Linked DNA regions of Mus musculus: all the other regions are linked to region 1. The links are chromatin contacts, called in public Hi-C and targeted proximity ligation maps. All regions are on one chromosome and are shown on one strand. The core of a region is the stretch at or near the end of the contact, and the rest is flanking DNA. Distances in the headings are between cores, read along the strand shown.

Region 1 (4,701 bases), core at 1,023-3,522:
TGTGTAGAATTTCATCTCTGAAAATAGCTAAAAGGAGAGGGGAGGTTTTACATATATCCCGGGTTTGCCTACAACTCAGTATATAGTCCATGCTATCCTTGAGCTCAAAATGAGCCTGAGCCTGTCTTAGGCTTTCCAGACTTGTGTGACCACCCCTGCTGTAAATACCACATTTGCCAAATATGTCAGAGATTTGGGTGGTTTTGTTGGTTAGTCTTGTTTGTTGAAAACACGTACATTTTTAGTCAAGGCAGTTAGTTTTTTTTTTTAAGATTTATTTATTTATTATATGTAAGTGTAGCTGTCTTCAGACACTCCAGAAGATGGAGTCAGATCTCATTATGGATGGTTGTGAGCCACCATGTGGTTGCTGGGATTTGAACTCTGGACCTTCAGAAGAGCAGTCGGGTGCTCCTTACCTACTGAGCCATCTTACCAGCCTGGCAGTTAGTTTTTAATTTGACTGATAGATGCTCAAAGTAATTCAGAGTAAATATTAAACACCATTTCTTTTCTTTCTTTCTTCTCTTCCTTCTTTCTTTCTTTCTTTCTTCTTTCTTTCCTTCCTTCCTTTTTTTTTTTTTTGTCTTTTGGGTTTTTTTGTTTGTTTGTTTGTTTTGTTTTGTTTTGTTTTTTGAGACAGGGTTTCTCTGTGTAGCCCTGGCTGTCCTGGAACTCACTCTGTAGACCAGGCTGGCCTTGAACTCAGAAACCCGCCTGCCTCTGCCTCCCGAGTGCTGGGATTAAAGGCGTGCGCCACCACCGCCCGGCTTAAACACCATTTCTACAAGGGACTAAGCTGATAGTATTTAACAGACACAAGTGTTAAAGTGTTGAGTGTCTCTCAGTGTGCCATCACCAGCTTGGAACTAGACATAAAGAGCTCCGGGATGTCCTGGAAGTATCCCAAGTGCTAGGATTAAAGATGAGCCGCCATGCCTAATTTATGGTGAATGTTTTATTTAATGTTTTAAAACCTTTAAGTATCTCATAGGCCCCACGTGTTGCTTTGTTTGTTGGTTACTGTGTTTTCTTTGACCATCAGGTAAAGATAAGGCTTGTGGTGCTTGCCTCTAATCCCAGCATACACTGGGAGAAGCAGGAGGATTGCAAATTTGAAGACAGCTTAAACTACATACACAGTGAATTTTTCAGGCCAACCTGGGCTGTAGAAGGGCCCTGTATTAAAATAACAAAATTTGTTTTAGTATACCTGATAACTTAATTTATTGAATTAATTGACAACTGAATGTAAAAATATACCATCTACATTAACATAACACATATCTGGGTGTAGTGGCCCACTCCTTTAAGCCCAGCACTTGGAAGGCAGAGGTAGGTGGATCTCTTGAGTTCAACGCCAGCCTCATCTACAGACTAAGTTCTAGGGCAGCCAGGGCTACACAGACAAACTCTGTCTCAAAAAACAAAAACAAAACCAAGAACAAAACAAAATATAAACCATGATATTTTTTGAATTTTTTTCCAAGTTAAAACAGTGAAAATTATGTTTGGTCATTTAAAATAAAATGGCAGTATTTAAAGTACAAAACTGGCAAGAGAAGTGGGCGGTGGTGGTGCACACCTTTAAGCCCAGCGGAGGATTCTGGGAGCTGGAGGTCAGCCTGCGCTCCAGGATAGGACTACATAGAGACCTTGTCTCTAAATAATAAATAAAATCACAACTACTTATATGTGTACAATAAAAGTTTAGTCGATTAATCCAGACTCTGCAGTCATACTTTTTAGTTAATTCCACTTTAGCATTGATGTCAATTAAAATTTGTAAGGGGAGAGAGAAATGATCACACAACAACCTGCGCACACAGAAGATACCAGGGAAGACCCTGGACTTGGTAACAGTTTGAACAAGCCATAGCTTGGGGGCGGGGCTGCGGCTGACAGAAGCGCTATTTTATCTTTGCGATAATTATGTTTAATGTTGTTAAGCTATTTTAAGGGATAAATAACAATATTTTTACCTCATAATATTGGATATAATTTTAAATATTTCTATTATCCTACACTAAACGAAAGCTGTGAAAACACATTAAGCCTTAAATCAGCTTCCGGCTTGCGGTTTCCCGCCGGTGGAACGCAATGAAAACAGCCCCGAGTGTGTGGAAACACAGACGCTGCCGGTTACCCCATGGAAGCCCGATCGGCCATTTTTAATGAGGTCAGTCGTAGTGCATCCTGTGCCCGCAGGAAGCGGGGGCGGGACGCCGGGAAAACTCGACCAATAGGACCATGGAACGGAATCCTGTTGTCAGTAAGTAGGCGCGGACAACCGAGCTCACGGCCCGGGGCGGAAGGCGTTAGATAAATTAGTCCGGTCTCAGGAAGCAGTGTCTGCGGCCTAACGGAACTACAGATTCCTAACAGAAAGGTTTCTGTCCGGAGCTTGCTATCTGCTTCCGTTACAGAGCGGAAGTGTGGTTCGCCAGAGGACGACCCTTAGACGAATTCAATCTCCGCTGTCCTCTCGGCAGCAATCATGTCGAGTTTGGCGGTCAGAGACCCAGCCATGGATCGATCGCTGCGTTCGGTGTTCGTGGGGAACATTCCGTATGAGGCGACGGAGGAGCAGTTAAAGGACATTTTCTCAGAGGTTGGTTCAGTTGTCAGTTTCCGTCTCGTCTACGATAGAGAGACTGGGAAGCCCAAGGGTTATGGCTTCTGCGAGTACCAAGACCAGGAGACTGCGCTCAGTGCCATGCGAAACCTCAATGGGCGAGAGTTTAGTGGGAGAGCGCTTCGGGTGGACAATGCCGCCAGCGAAAAGAACAAGGAGGAGTTAAAGAGCTTAGGCCCGGCGGCCCCCATCATTGACTCCCCCTATGGGGACCCTATCGACCCAGAAGATGCTCCAGAATCGATTACTAGAGCAGTCGCCAGCTTGCCCCCAGAGCAGATGTTTGAGCTCATGAAGCAGATGAAGTTGTGTGTCCAGAACAGTCACCAGGAAGCTCGAAACATGCTACTTCAGAACCCACAGTTGGCGTATGCTTTGCTGCAGGCACAAGTGGTGATGAGAATCATGGATCCAGAGATTGCACTGAAAATTTTGCATCGTAAGATACATGTCACACCACTGATCCCAGGCAAATCTCAGCCGGTCTCTGGGCCTGGCCCTGGTGGGCCTGGGCCTAGTGGGCCTGGCGGCCCTGGCCCCGGCCCTGCCCCTGGCCTCTGCCCGGGACCTAACGTCATGTTGAACCAACAGAATCCTCCTGCCCCTCAGCCTCAGCATCTGCCAAGAAGACCTGTGAAGGACATTCCACCTCTGATGCAGACCTCTATCCAGGGAGGAATTCCAGCTCCGGGGCCAATACCAGCTGCAGTTCCTGGACCTGGACCTGGTTCCTTAACTCCAGGAGGAGCAATGCAGCCACAAGTTGGCATGCCAGTGGTTGGTCCAGTGCCCCTGGAGCGAGGACAGATGCAGATATCAGATCCTAGACCTCCGATGCCTCGTGGACCCATGCCTTCTGGTGGCATACCTCCTCGAGGACTACTGGGAGATGCTCCAAATGACCCACGTGGAGGGACTTTGCTCTCAGTGACTGGAGAAGTAGAGCCCAGGGGCTATATGGGACCACCCCATCAGGGTCCTCCAATGCATCATGGTCATGACAACCGTGGCCCTGCCTCACATGATATGAGAGGAGGACCATTGGCAGCAGATCCCAGAATGCTAATTGGAGAGCCCAGAGGTCCCATGATAGATCAGAGAGGTCTACCTATGGATGGTAGAGGAGGTAGAGAATCTCGAGGGATGGAGACTCGGCCCATGGAAACTGAGGTCTTGGAGCCACGAGGAATGGAGAGAAGGATGGAGACCTGCGCGATGGAAACCAGAGGCATGGATGCAAGAGGACTAGAGATGAGGGGCCCTGGCCCTAGTTCCAGAGGTCCGATGACTGGTGGAATCCAGGGTCCTGGCCCTATTAATATGGGGGCAGGTGGCCCTCAGGGACCTAGACAGGTTCCAAATATTGCAGGAGTGGGAAATCCTGGAGGTACCATGCAGGGGGCAGGTATACAAGGAGGAGGGATGCAGGGAGCAGGTATGCAAGGAGGAGGGATGCAAGGAGCAGGCATGCAAGGAGGAGGGATGCAGGGAGCTGGCATGCAAGCAGGGATGCAGGGAGCTAGCATGCAAGGAGGGATGCAGGGAGCTGGCATGCAAGGAGCCAGTAAGCAAGGTGGAGGCCAGCCTAGCAGTTTTAGCCCTGGGCAAAGCCAGGTAACTCCACAAGATCAAGAAAAAGCAGCTTTGATCATGCAGGTTCTCCAGCTGACTGCGGATCAGATTGCCATGCTGCCTCCCGAACAAAGGCAGAGCATTTTGATTTTAAAGGAACAAATCCAGAAATCCACTGGGGCTTCTTGAATGGTTTTCAACTAAGAAGCACTTAGTTACTCCTTCAGAGTTTATTCTGTGGCATGAAGTGGTGCAAAAAGCTGTCTTCTGTGTTCGCACACTTTAACCATTTAAGGTTTCCTTCTCCCTAGATCTTAATCTTTCTTCTAGTCCTGTCACTTTCTGCTTCCCTTTTAGCTTTTTGATGGAGGTTATGGAGTGGAAGGAGTGGGCCTGTTCACTTTGTCACTGTTACTCTACCACGTACCCTGAAAATAACTACATCATCCACCAAGTAAGGCTATGAGGAAGATGCAGGAGGAATAACATGTCTG
Region 2 (4,701 bases), core at 1,161-3,660, 910 kb before region 1:
ACATTGTGATGTACACATAATATAACTTTACTCAATGAATAAGGGCCAGAGAATCACAAGTTTGAGGCTTGCCTAAGCTGCATGAAAGTCCTTATTTCAAAAAACAAGTAAGCCAACTTCTGTTTTTCTCACATTTGATGGCTCAGAATGTTGGTGTCCTGAAATTGAGATAGGTATTCCTTATGGCCATCTTTCCAAGTCTCAGGTGGTTTGCTTTGTGAGCAAGCCCCTGGCCATCAGCATCTGACAGCAAGGAGGGCAGCAGCCCTCATAGAACCTGAGGTACAGCATCCCCAGCTGCAGCCGGAATAGGCTCAGGATGTCTTTTAAAACAAAACCAGCTTTGCATGTAGAATTTCTTCTCACAGAAACCAAACCAGACAAGCAACAGCAAGCAAGCAAGCAAACGAAACAATTGCCCTAGAGAAATATCTCTATGATCTGGGGTTATCAGATGAGGGAGCTTGGTATTTTTTTTAATTTTCTAAGAGTTCTTCAGCTCTGACCATCCCTTAACATCTAGATTCTTCCCTGACTCCTAGAAGTCAATGCCACATAAAAAAACAACAACAAACAAACAAAAAAACCACCCAAAGACAGCATTAGGACCATTAAAACCACTTTTACCAAGAGGGGCTGAAGAGATGGCTCAATAGCTAAGAGCACGTGTTGCTCTTGCAGAGGACCCAGGTTTGGAGTTCCCTAACTGTGGGGAACTCCAGTTCTAGATGACCCAACAGCCCGCGTGGTGCACAAATATAAATGCAAGAAAATCTTTTAAAAACAAAATAATCATTAAAAAGGGAAGCCTATAACTAGCCTGAGATTTCTTAACCAAGCACAAATCGAGTTTGTGTGCTTTTCAGAAAAAACAAAACAAACAAACAAACAAACAAAAACCCCACATATTCAGGCTTGCAAAGCACTGCTGCCTTTAGATGGGTGAGGGTGAGAGGGGAAACCGATGTGAGACAGAACAATTTGAAATTCTCGTGACTTTGAGAAGTCTAAGTCCCCTTCCAAATAAGTCTCTTCTCTAGCTGCAGGACCTCAGGTGATTTCCTTTGTCCTTTCGGAAGTCTCACCTGATCTACTGAGATAACTACCTTCTCAGCTCAAAGGAACAAAAAGCCCTTCCGGTGGGCGTGCATGAGGTGGAGACTTCTAATCCAACACGTGTCTTTTGCAAAGCCTTCTTTGGGAAAGCTTGTAGGTGCCTCGCCAGCAACTCAGGGATAAAGACCATGAAAGGGGCTTACATAGGTTTTCCTCAGGGAAGAAAAATCCCAGCGGTTTAGGGCCTGTCAAGTACTGAGCAATCCAACCCCAAAGCCGGACAGAGATTATAGAAGGCAGAGCAGCGGAACCCCTGAGAGTCCTCCCGGCCACTTACAAATAGGGTCTTCCATTTTCAAGGGTCTCTTCAAGCGGATGCTGGCGGGGACCGTCTTCTCGATGAGCTCATCAATGCTCTAAAATTTAAAAACGCAAGCTGGTGAACAGGACAGTCAGAGCAAAGAGCCTGAGTTAAGAGAGCCACTTCAGTTTATCTTCAAAGGCTGGTAGGAACTTCATTTAAATCGTCTAATTAAGAGTTCTTTTTAAAGTGAAACATCAGGAAGCAGAAATCTTTTGGAGGAAAAAAAAAAAAAATGATGGAGCCGGATGGTAAATCCGCTACTCCGGGTTCGGGAGCTGCAACTGGAGCTGACCGGATTAATGTACTCTAAGTAGGGAGTCTTCTTTTCCTGCAAAGTTAGGGTTCGTCTGGAGTTGGGGATATTTTTTAAATGCACTTTAGAAGAGCGAGAACAGAGTAAAAGTTAAGAGAGGAGAAGGCACCACGATTAAGAGCGAGCTCGCTTTCAAGCTGGGGCCCGGGACGGAGGAGGAAGGCAAGGTGGGAGCCGGGAGGCCCAGCGGGCAGAGCTCCGGCAGGGTGGAGGGTGGAGGGCCTTACCGCCAGCCCCAGCGCCTGCAGCATCTCCCTCCGGTCTTTGTCTCCGGGGCCGATGTGTCTCCGGGAGAAGTCATCGTGTCTGGGCAGGAGGCGCTCCAGAAGGCGCGAGGCCCCAGCCGCGCCGCGGTCCCCGCCACCGCCACCGCCACCGCCGCCGCTGCTGTCCCGGCTTCGCTGCGCCCAACTCAAGCCGGTGCCCCGAGCCAGGCGGTGGCCGCCCCCGGCTCCGCGGCCCAGGCGCAGCCCCCATGCCCTGGCACACAGCTGCATGGACGCCGTCACCTCCCCAGCCCACGAGGGTCAGCAGCGCTTTCCGGCCCTCCTCTGGCCCCAATGCCCCGGGAGTGGCCGCCGCAGTCCCTGGATCCCCTTCCCGACCACTGCGGGCAATGAATGGGTACAGCGAACTGCACTAACTCTTGCAAAGTTCCTCCGCCTCAGCAGGCACCTGCTCCGCACACTTTAAGCGGCGCCCGAAGGCGGGCAGTAGGATGGAGCCAGGAAACCTTTAGCCAATGGGAATGGGTTGCAGGGCGGGGGCGAGGCAGGGCCCTCCCTTTCTCTCTCCTCCTTGTCTCCCACCTCCTCCCACTTCTTTCCCCTCTTCAGCAGCAGGGTGGAGTCCCCTGCCTGATGCTGGAAGTTTAAGGTCCCAAATCCCTCTTCTTACACAGGGGTTCGGGATGCTCTATAGGCCCACTGGCCGGGTTGTAGGGCCCATTGGGGCAGCCCTAACATTCGTGAAGTTCCTGGAGCAATGCACTGAGACAGAAGACAGGAAGACTCCAATAGTTAGCTGGTCTCCACTTACTGACTTTAGGGTCACATCTCATGAAAACCACTATGGGCAAAGGAAGGTTCTTTCATAGTTATGAAATCTGGACAAAGAGCACAGCCCCTAAAATATCTTATGCTTTAATCTTTTAATAAAGATTTAATATTATTTTTTATTGATTTGTGTGTTGGGTGAAATGTCTGTCTGTGTATCACATACATGCCGAATGCTTGCAGAAGTTAGAAGTGGACATCAGATTCCCTGCAAATGGTGTTACAGGCTGTTGTGAGCTTTTATGTGGGTGCTGATAGCCCAACCATAAGAGTAGCAAGTGCTCTCAATCACTGAGCCATCCCCCTGACCCCACTTTTTTTGAGATATGATGCGATGGGAACCAAACCCCCGATCTCCCAACTAGCACCAAGCTACACCCCAGCACCTGTCTTCTCCCTCCCTCCTTTGTATGTCTCCTTCGTCTTCTCTGTACTGGTTTGATATGCACCCATTCCTGAAATTCAGTCTTCCTTTACGTGGAATGCATGAGTATGCTGTTGGTATATTGGCTATATTTTTATTTCCTGAGTAAACCTAAACAGATACTGTAATGAAAGCAAAAGCATCTCCAGGAAGCTGACCCCCAAGGACAGGAACCTGGGACCCGCCTATCTGACCTTTATACACATCCTTAACGATGACCTTAGAGTTGAAGGCAAAGAGAAACTGGGTCTTGGGAAAGACACAAGAAACAGTGTTGCCTAAACTTTCAGGGGCGACTACTGTGTCTGTTGCAGGCAGGTCTTTGCTAGACCAAATAGTTGCTAAGTTAAGACCTTCCAGTGGAAGGACTTGTAGGGAGGGCTAACTACTGTGATGAGTTTGTAGGTTAAAATGACAGGTCAGAAGAGGAGACGACTCCAATGTTCTGAAAGAATCCCTTCATTTCTATTGCTACAGGAAGCACATATTTAGGGAATCATTTAGACCCAGTGTTGGATTGCCAAATTTCCACACAAGCTGACTTCATAACTTTATTTGGTCTTCTATATAAACATCAGAATGAGGACATTTTTAGTAGTTTGGAATGTACATGATTATTGGGAACAGCATATTCTACTGAGGTAAGCTGCATTCTGCAGTACTTATCAGTAATCACTATACTTGAGAGGTAGAGAGGCAGGATGATCAGGAGTTCAAGGTCAATCTTGGATACATAGGGGATTTGTGGACAGACGAAGTTGTATGTGGCTTTGTCTCACCCCCAATGTAATACACTCCTCCCCCAAGTCTCCCTTGATTGCTGAACCAGCTCCTCCTTTTTAACAGACTGGCCATACCTTCCTTGAAGGTCCTATAATTTCACCATAAACATGTTAACCATGGAAGGACCTGTCAACCTCCCTTAGCTTCTAGACCCATAGCCCAAGTCAGGTGTTGGCATATACTCCAGGAAGGTGAGTAGATACTTGATGTCAGACAAGAAGCTTCTATAGGGCTGGGTGTGGTGGTGCACGCCTTTAACCCCAGCACCTGGGAGGCAGAGGCAGGCAGATTTCTGAGTTCAAGGCCAGCCTGGTCTACAGAGTGAGTTCCAGGACAACCAGGGCTATACAGAGAAACCCTGTCTCAAAACCCCACCCCCAAAAGAAGCTTCTACGGGGAACGAATCAGAACACATTGCTCACATGCTTTATCATGACAAGATTTCTGCTAGACATTGAATTCCTGACCAAGTGAAAATTGAGGTTATATGGAAATTGCTGATGTTTGTAGCACCAGAGATTGTATATTTAGTTATGAGATGGTCAGTATTAATTATCCACTTGACAGAATCTAGAATCACTTGGAAAAGGGGCCTCTGGGCCTGACTGTTGGAGGTGGAGTATCTTGATTAAGATGGAAAGATCTTTCTACTGTGAACAGCATCCTATTTGCAGGGCTAGTATCCTAAACTGTACAAAATGGAGCA
Region 3 (4,701 bases), core at 881-3,380, 870 kb after region 1:
TAGAGACCCTTCAGGCAATTCAGAATTTCATGTCTCTATCAAGGACAGAGAAATGACCAAAGCTATCTAGGAAAGGTAAGCGAGTGAGTTTCTGGAGTTAGCCCACTGTTTTACATGGCTGCAATGGGTAGACTCTGGAGAGACATAGCCCCAGAGACTTTGTCCCGTAATTGCTTCTCACTGCTGATATGCCTCTCCTGTCGCAATCACTTAGCTTAATGATTCCTGGGCATCATCCCACTCTGTTGAGCAAATTCCCTGCAGATCAATGTTCATGAATTAATGCTGTTTAGATGAATTAATGACTTCCTGGTTTGAGTCAAATAATTTCAGGAAGAAAGTTTAAGTCGATGGTTTTAGTTGTTATGCCAGAAAGATGCAATAAAGTTGGAATCAAGAATACAATGTACCCCATCTTCATAAAATAGTAAGTGAAGGCTGCATAATGAGAAATACAGTGAGCTTTCATAAATTACACTAAGAAGAGAATTAGGCTTAGGACAGATTTTTGATCAAGGAAAAACATCCCTTCTAGATCAGGTCCAAGGATGAAGCCATAGATCACAGGGCACCATGTATAACTGTTGTTTTGAACTTAAAATGAGCTTATGGAATAAAACATTGCTTCGAACTTACTATCAACATCCTTCTGTAATTTCTCTTTTGTGTAACATTTTATCTATGTGGTAATTTTTATAAATAACTTTTGTCTAAGAAGGCATAAATTGCAACAGAGAAGAAATAAAGTGTGGTGTGTGTGTGTGAGAGAGAGAGTGTGTGTGTGTCTGTATATATATATATACATATATGTATATGTCTACATGGATGTGCATACATATATATGTAGGAATATGTGTATGTATATAAATATGTATGTATACTTATGAAATTGATGAAACAAGTGGTCAGATCCAGCCAGTGTGTGCATGTGCGTGTGCGTGTGGATATATGCACACATGCACCTAACTATCTTCCTTTTTCTTTCTCTGTGAAATTGCCAAAAGACATCAGCTTCTGGCCTCAGAATAGTAAAAGTTAAGTTGCCAGAAGAGTAAGAGAGAGTTAAAAGGCCAGAGAGGTCCTCAGCCTTTGGCCTTCATATAATGCTGGTTCCCACCTCAGTACCTGAGTGCCAGGGCTGGCCCCCAAGCAGAGAAAATGCACATATTCCATTACTTTTATTTGAAAAAAAGATTTTGTTTATTTTAATTACATGTATATGGGCGGCAGGAATACAAGTGATCTTGGATAACAGAAAACCATGTTGGATCCCTGACACTGGAGTTTTAGGTGGTTGTGAAGGCTGATCCACGTGAGTTGTGGGAACTAAATTTGACCCAAGTTCTCAGCAAGAGCTCTACATGCTCTTAATGGCTGAGCCAGCCAGCCATCTCTCCAGCCCATCACAGTCCATTCTTTTGACCAGCAATTAGAGTCCTGCAGTTTCATCCTTACTTTCCCAAGCTGATGACTGTGAAGAACTCCATCCTCAGTGACCTTCCAAGCCTGCTAATACCTCGATACCCAACAGCACTCATTTAGCCCCAGAAGGACAGGAGGCACAATGATGCTGGGCTCACATTCACACCTTGTAAACAGAATCCCTCTTGATAGCTAATTTGCATTATTTCAACATCTAGGATTTATATTCCAAGTAGAAGGACAAAGGAAGTATAGAGGGCCAGCTCCCAGAACTTCTTAGAGAGAGTTATTGGAAGCTGCTGCTACACAACACTAAGGTCTAGGTTGAACTTTAGCTTGTGGCCACTCCCGGCCACACAAGCAATTGGGAAATGCAGTCTTTAGGTGACCATAATAATCATGTGACTAGGACATATGAACACTGAGGGAAAACTACCCTTCTGCCACAGATATACCACAAGAAGTTCCTGAAAATCAAACATGATCTCATCAGGAAGGTGATTGGACACGTGGTCAGGAACTTGTGGCTCCTGCTTCCCCTTCATCTGCTTTCATCAGATCAGAGGAAATTGCTACCCTGGAGTTTCTTTTTTCTTCTTCTTTTTTTATTAGTTATTTTTTTACATTTCAAATGGTAAACCCCTTCCCAGTTTCCCCTCTGTAAATCCTCTTTTCCATTCACTTTCCACACTGCTTCTTTGAGGGTACTCCTCTACACACCTACACACTCCCACCTCTTCGCCCTAGTATTCCCCTATGCTGGGGCATCAAGCATTCACAGAACCAAGGGGCTCCCCTCCCATTGATGTCAGATAGAGCCATCCTCTGCTACATATGCAGCTGGAGCCATGTATACTCTTTGGTTGGTGGTTTAGACCTTGGGAGCTCTTGGGGGTCTAGTAGGTTGATATTGTTGTTCTTCCTATGAGGTTGCAAACTCCTTCAATTCCTTCAGTCCTAATGCCTCCACTGGGGTCCCCGTGCTCAGTCTGATGGTTGGCTGCAAGCATCTGCACCTGTATTGGTCAGAATCCTCAACTGAGGAATCTCAAATGAGCAAGAATCATCTAAAGAAATGTACAACATCCTTAATCAGGGAAATACAAATCAAAATGATCCTGAGATTTCTCCTCACACCAGTCAGAATGGCTAAGATCAAAAATTCAGGTGACAGCAGACCCTGGCGAGGATGTGGAGAAAGAGGAACACTCCTCCACTTCTCTTGGGATTGCAAGCTCGTACAACCACTCTGGAAATCAGTCTGACCATTCCTCAGAAAATTGGACATAGGACCTGAGGACCCAGATATACTACTCCTAGGCATATACCCAAAAGATGCTCAAACATATAACAAGAATACATGCTACACTGTGTTCATAGCAGCCTTATTTATAATAGCCAGAAGCTGGAAAGAACCCAGATGTCCTTCAACAGAGGAATGAATACAGAAAATGTGGTACATTTACACAATGGAGTACTACTCAGCTATTAAAAACAATGACTTCGTGAAATCCCCAGGCAAATGGATGGAACTAGAAAATATCATCCTGAGTGAGGTAAAAAGAACATACATGGTATGTACTCACTGATAAATGGATATTAGGGAAAAAGCTTGGAATACCCTGGAGTTGCTATCCTACTGAACAAAGGACTGTAGTGAAGAAGATTGCAGAAACCCCCACCTACCAGCAGCAGCACAAAAGCTCCTACTGAGTATAACCCAGACCTGGTATCTGAACTTTAACAGTAGAGTGTGGCAAAAGCATCCATGTGTTATTCCCAAGCTTGGATTATAGAGAGCCATCATTTCCATCTTGCTAGCACTCCTTGCTCCCTACGAAGAAGAAAGATTCCATGGTATCACACTGTGCAGAGGAATGGGTCCTGTGGCAAAGAACTAATAGCAGTCTGAAGCCCAGAACCTGAAACACTGAGTCCTGCCAGCAACGGTGAGCAGAGCTCAGCATCCTCAGCTGAGCCTTGATGGGACTAATGCATTCAATGCAGCTGATGAGAGTCTCTGAAGCAGAGGACAGAGTCTCATGGTCACCGAAATTACAAACGTCACTGGAAGTTGCATTTTTCTGGAAAAGTTGTTATGAGTCCATAAACTGATACAACCAACACAGGTTGTAAAATGATAATAAATTTAAATGTGTTTACCATCTGAGAGCCATGGCAACAGATAAAGACTCACTGCCCATATACGTGGGAGCACACGCCTGCCTCCAAAAAGATAAAAACCAAGGAAATATCTACACCCAATACAGTGGGTGCCCAAGAATAGAAGGAATGAGTGAAGAAGGAGGGTAAGGGGAGAGGAACGGAGAGAGGAGGGAGGCAGTCAGGGGAAAGACCACGTGTATTGGAAGAACGGAAGGGGTGTAAATGGGGAGGAAAGAAAAGAAAAGATGGAATGGAGGGAACAAAGTAAAGAACCAGGATGGGGAAAACAATCTAATTTCCTTTTTCTGAGCACTTCACAGTAGAAACCACTTTAGATCCAGGAAGTGTCGCCAAAAAGGAAATAACCCTTCCACAAGAAAATGTACAAGAATATATAAGACTCTGGAAAACAGATGTGCTGAGCCAAGAGTCCAGAATTCCTGCCCCAGTGGTGTCTTTGACATGACTGACATTTCAGAAACTATGGTAGAAAATAAAGACCGAAACGTGATGACAATGTTGGTTAGGTCAATGCTAGTTGTTGGTAGTTGGTTTTTTTGAGACAGAGTTTCTCTGTGTAGCCCCAGCTGTCCTGGAACTCACTCTAAACCAAGGTAGTCTCTAACTCACAGATCTACCTACCTCTGTCTCCTGAGTGCTGGGTTTAAAGATGTGCACCACACTATCCATCTGGGTCAATGCTTTTTCAAGCTCCCAAACATGAACATATTATGATTACAATGCCTGCTTCCTTGGTATGTTAAATTTCCATCTCCTTTGAATGTCCCTAACAAGTAACAAAATGATAATACACCAGGCCTAGCGATAGGGATCATGCTGGCAGCCAGGCCTCTCCTCCACCCTTTGGCAAATATTGAAATCTACTCAGCTGCTCTCTGTTGACCTTTAGAGCAACCTCAATTTATATGTATATGTATATATATATATGACTTAACAAGTTCTAGGCCAGTGAGAGAGCCTGTCTTTAATATATACATACATGTATGTATGTATGCATCTATATATACATGCATACAGTAAGATGCTTGAGGAGAGAAGCAAGGCCTTCTTGTTGGTATCACACTGCTCACCCTGCTTCTCCATGATGCTGTC
Region 4 (4,701 bases), core at 1,370-3,869, 630 kb after region 1:
CCTATGAGTTTTGGTAAGGCAGATCAAATTAGGCAGCTTATTAATATACAAGTTGATGTTATATAACGAATGTATACATAACTGAAGTCAGTTGAAAAATAAAAAACAAAAATCAGACCAATTTCCAATGACCTATTTTTGCCAGCCCTGCAGTGAACTCTAGCTCCTAGCTATGGTGAACAAGCTTAGATCTAAGAGGCCCTGGTGTTCTTCCCTAACAATTTTTTATATCATGTCTCAACCCTTTGTCTTCCCACTTTGCATTATCTGAATTGTTCTTATTCTTTCTGTTTCCCTGACTCCTCTTCTGAGTCTGCTTCCAGCAACAAGATTAAGCAGATTATTGTAATTTTGTTGTTGTTGTTTCCCTACCATCCTGCCAAGTTCCTTATTCGCTAAAATTCTAGGCTTTTGTTGAAAACACAGCCAAATCCAATCAACAGATAGTTCCTGGCAGACTCACATGCAAACAGGCACACAGGGAAACAGTATTACCCATGGCTTTGCTACGGCCCTGGCTTTTTACCTAAGTCACTAGATTAAATATAGAAGGAGGACAGAGAAAAGGAGGAGGAGGGCAAGAGGAGGAAGAAGAAGAAGAGGAGGATGAAGAAGAGGATGATATATTAATGGTCTCTGATATCTATCTGGTTTTATTCTTGAAGATGAGAAGGAAAATAAGCTGGGATTTCATCAAAGATATTTCTCCTTTGGACTGTCTGCATTGTAATGAATTAGCATATCTTATTTTTAAATGGAGCCTTTTCTTTTTAAAGAAGAAATATGGAGCACCCGTGCTATTTGTCTTTCTCAAATATTCATCAATTTCCCCTTTCTAGTTTTGAATATCAGAAATAAGGTCAGTAGACCAAGACAGCTACACAAGAGAAAAGATCTTTCGTCTTGATTTTCTCAGCCCTGCTTTCGTGTGTTTATCTGTGATAAATGACTAGCCTCTGTCTAGCCGTATGTACCAGAAAGGAATCAACTGTGTATAATTACTCCAACCAGGGGATGGGTACTTTTCAGTTTGATATTTTCCAGAATGAGTGGCTGTCAGAATGAGCTGACAAGGAGAATAATTAAGGAGTTCCACTCCTGAGTTGAGTATAAGAGCCCAAGAAAACCAGAGCACAATACCATGGTAATAGATAATCACTTAGTACTAAGTGTGGGCCCATTTTGAACTCATGAATATAATGGTTCTTGAAAGCTTATGGATTTTCCTCTCAGCTGTTGGAAACCCTGCGAGTCAATACAAATAAGGATTCTCTATACATTTTTAGATTTTATTTGCTTGAATCTTCAGAACATATTGAAATAGAAATATTTAATAAGAATGTTTCTTTATGTAATCATTTGGATTTCTATACACAATTTTGCTCTATTTTAGATTCCGCAAAATAAAATGAGCCTAATGTTAATAAAATGAGTGGACAGCTTCAATAGGGGTCAAGAAGAAGTACCTGAACAAATTATGTAGTAATCTATGACTTCCAAACTTTCCCATTATCCTATCAGCAAGAGAGACAAATGACATACCCACCCACTCAAAACCCGTGGGACACCAACCTTTTGAAAAGAATGCTAGGTACCTAGAGAGATTGCTCAGAGGTCTAGAGTGTTTAACGGTCTTCCACAGAACCCAAGTTCAATTCCCAGCACCCTTTGCTAGAAGCTCACAACTGCCTGTGAAGTTCCAGGGGATCCAATGCCCTCTTCTTACCTGGACACCAACACACATGCACATATGTGTATACACATGTGCACACACACAAAATGATACAAAAAACTTGAGAAAAAAATACTAGAATAACATATGTTTGAGAAGTACAATTATATAGATATCATTTTATTTCTCTCTTATTAAACCTTATTTCTTCCTTAAAACACAAGGGATCTCGAAGCTCCTAAATAGGGTGAGATATCTCCATGGTTAAAAGCACTTGCTGTTTTTTAAAAAGATCTGGGTTCAATTTACAATCCTCACAAGGCTGCTGCTCACAACTTTTAGCAACTCTAGCCCCAGGGACCATCTGATGCCTTGTTCCATTCTCCTTGGGCATTGCATGTATGTGGTACATTTGTATATAAGCAGGAAAATGTTATTATACATAAAGTAAAAATTAATAAAAATTTTTTAGAGCAAAACCCCTAAAGCCTGTTAAGAAGACCTTGGCAGGTATTCCTCACCGATTTCCTTGCAGAGAACTGTGGACAAGTCAGAGGGGAGGGCTTTGCAGGCACACAACATAGGCAATCATGAGTTCTAAGGCTGCTCTTTTGAAACTAGTCACAAGTTTTAAACAGAGATTTCCAGATTTTCCTCATGTTCTGGGCCCCACAAATTATACCATCATCTTGAGTCAGAGACGTAGATCCATACCGATGTGGATTTGATACTGAGTTTAGCACTATCTTATTGAAATGAAAATGGCCTTTGTAACATCTCAGAGTCCCTGCTCTCCCTGTTGCTAAAGGAAATATTAATACTTTCTCAATTGTAGTAAATAAGGAAGGCGGTGCATACAAAATGTAAAGCCTGGCCTCTTGCTGAGGGCCATGCAGGAGGAACAACAAATGGCTTTGGAACTCATGGAATGCGGCCCACAGGTTACCATAGCTGCATGGGTGAGCCTCGGTTTGGCAGGGCTTTGAAGAATTATATGTCCTGAGGACTTTATGCTGTCATGGAGTTCTGGTCTGCTTGTTGCCCTAATATTTCTCATAATCTAAGAATTATATGAAAACTTTAAGGGGCCTTCCAGTCCCTCACTGGAAAGTATCTTCGGCATTCACAATACTGATGCTTGATTTCTTTCAGGCTTTGCTGCTGGAGCAGATTAATGATTGAATCACCACCCTAGAGAAGAATTTAGAGATGTGGATTGTCAGCAATAACCATCACCCTTAGAAAACATTTGGAAAAATAAAACTGTTAGTGACACTAGGTTGATATGTTTTTACTTCTCAGTTCTGATGTAAAAAAAAATTAGGAAGCAATTTGAAGTTCAGGAAGGCACCTTCTTATTAGTTAAGCTAGGGACCTTTTATGGTCAGGGAACAAGAACAATGGCAGCACTGGCTGACGTGACTCTCACTGCGGCTGGACTGGTGATGATTGGTTTCTTATACCCATTTTGTCCTCAGCTTCCTGATGATTTATTAAGAATGGTTGATGAGCGGGTATGCATTCTGAGGATTTAAGGTAGATAAGACTGATTTTTTATATAAACGTTTAGAGCTGTGATTCTTTTAAGATTCTTACAAGATTACACAGATCTCACCTGTGGTGTAGACAGGGGAAGAAGGTAAAATGTGTCCTAGTTAACCTTGACCTCCAACAGAACTGACAGTATCATTAGCTATAATGTGAGCCTCTGTCAGATCATCTGATGACCTGTGTGATCCCAAAGAGTTATGAGTCATGGACTGTGACCAGCAGGGGCTGATGGTGGTTCAGATCTAGCACCGTTGTCTACATGGGAAGCTACAGATGCAGTAAGCTGAGGGGACCAGGCTCCTGGGACACATGGAGTTCTGACTGGGGGTTGCATCTGAGAACGGGACTGTTAAAATTTTAATGCTATCTCTTATCCTAATGCAGTGAAAATGACAGTGTCAATTAAAATGCCTAAAATGTTTCCCCACTCCAAATAGAATGCAGAAAGTACGTGAGGTTTCCTGGAAATCTTCGTGATATCAGAGTCTCTGCCAGTTCTCAGTGTTCTTGGCAAAATTTTAGAGTGGAAATTGTTTTTGCGCTATGTGGCTTACTTTTTGTTTGTTTTCCTCAGAGTATACCAGGGTTATCTAAACTCTAAAGACAGGCTGCTAGGAACCAGAGAACTCTGGCTTCCATTTCAACCAGAGGCAACTATGAGATGCAGTAAAAACTGAAGACCCAGAGAAAATTCCCAGGTTGTGTATTGTGTGCTCTTATTTTTTAATCTGCATTCTGTGAAAGGGATTAAAAGACTCAGGGAAAATTTTACTAAACGTCGTCTCTGTGAATTTATGCAGAAGCAAAGGGACTGCAGGATGTTCTTGAGGCAGAGGTCACAAATTCTTTTCTGGGATTCATCTCTGCTTTCACAGGCTTGACCTTTGGTATCGCACTTGCTATGTTATGACATTTATAGTACCAAACTTTCCAATTGGGACAATTGTTCTTTATTTGTAATATTTAGTAATATTTTTTGTTTGTTTGTAGAACACTAGGGGTGCTGCAGAGCTGGCGGAGTGGATAAAGCACTTCCTGAGCTGGCAAAAGGACTTGAGTTAACCGCTAGCTGCTCATGGCTACCCATGCTCATTAACCCAGCACTGGAGGATACGAGAAACCATCTGGCCAACCAGCCTGAAAGAAACTGAGCTTTAGTTCAGTGTGAGATCTTATCACAAGGTAATTAGGGAGAAATTAATAGGGGGAGATCCCTGTGCCCTCTTTTGGCCTCCCCATATGTGCCCTATGTGTACAGGGACACATGCACCTGCATACTTTAGCAAGTACTGCACATAAACACAACAAACAAACAAATAGAAAAGAGTGTAGCCAGGATATCACTCTGACTCCCTGTTCCTTGTGATTCCCATCAAAGGAATTCAGTCAACATAATGCAGAAGACATCTATTGCAGATAAAACACTCTAAGGGGTGAGAATAGACAGTAGTCAAAGGAACCGTGGCACTTATCTGCAT

What was found. Hi-C and Micro-C count contacts between places; a contact is called where the count stands out from the background.
Region 2: a contact with region 1 is called in a targeted proximity ligation map of astrocytes, with 2.5 times the contacts expected there. A contact is called at or near these places in 4 of 39 promoter capture datasets (embryonic stem cells and stem cell-derived epiblast-like cells) and 1 of 130 datasets of targeted methods (astrocytes).
Region 3: a targeted proximity ligation map of bone marrow-derived macrophages shows a contact between it and region 1, with 6 times the contacts expected there. A contact is called at or near these places in 4 of 39 promoter capture datasets (the 3T3-L1 cell line, the C10 cell line and hippocampal neurons), 2 of 484 Hi-C or Micro-C datasets (myeloid progenitors and myocytes) and 1 of 130 datasets of targeted methods (bone marrow-derived macrophages).
Region 4: a Hi-C map of embryonic fibroblasts shows a contact between it and region 1, with 2.5 times the contacts expected there. A contact is called at or near these places in 1 of 39 promoter capture datasets (the C10 cell line), 1 of 484 Hi-C or Micro-C datasets (embryonic fibroblasts), 6 of 130 datasets of targeted methods (the NIH/3T3 cell line, embryonic stem cells, heart atrium and 1 more) and 1 of 9 other capture datasets (embryonic stem cells).

The regions. Positions count from the first base shown.
Region 1 is chr19:31,080,569-31,085,269 of GRCm38.p6, forward strand. It overlaps Cstf2t (cleavage stimulation factor, 3' pre-RNA subunit 2, tau), which reads left to right and starts at 2,273. Exons shown (of 1, transcript NM_031249.2): 1 at 2,273-4,701. The coding sequence starts at 2,498. The coding sequence ends at 4,396. All of the region lies in intron 3 of Prkg1 (protein kinase, cGMP-dependent, type I), which reads right to left.
Region 2 is chr19:30,173,031-30,177,731 of GRCm38.p6, forward strand. Gldc (glycine decarboxylase) reads right to left here and starts at 2,411. Exons shown (of 25, transcript NM_138595.2): 1 at 1,961-2,411; 2 at 1,394-1,472. The coding sequence starts at 2,230.
Region 3 is chr19:31,954,706-31,959,406 of GRCm38.p6, forward strand. No RefSeq gene overlaps it. Among named protein-coding and RNA genes, the nearest start is that of A1cf, 88 kb to the left of the region's middle.
Region 4 is chr19:31,710,907-31,715,607 of GRCm38.p6, forward strand. It overlaps a transcript of Prkg1 not described here. Among named protein-coding and RNA genes, the nearest start is that of Prkg1, 49 kb to the left of the region's middle.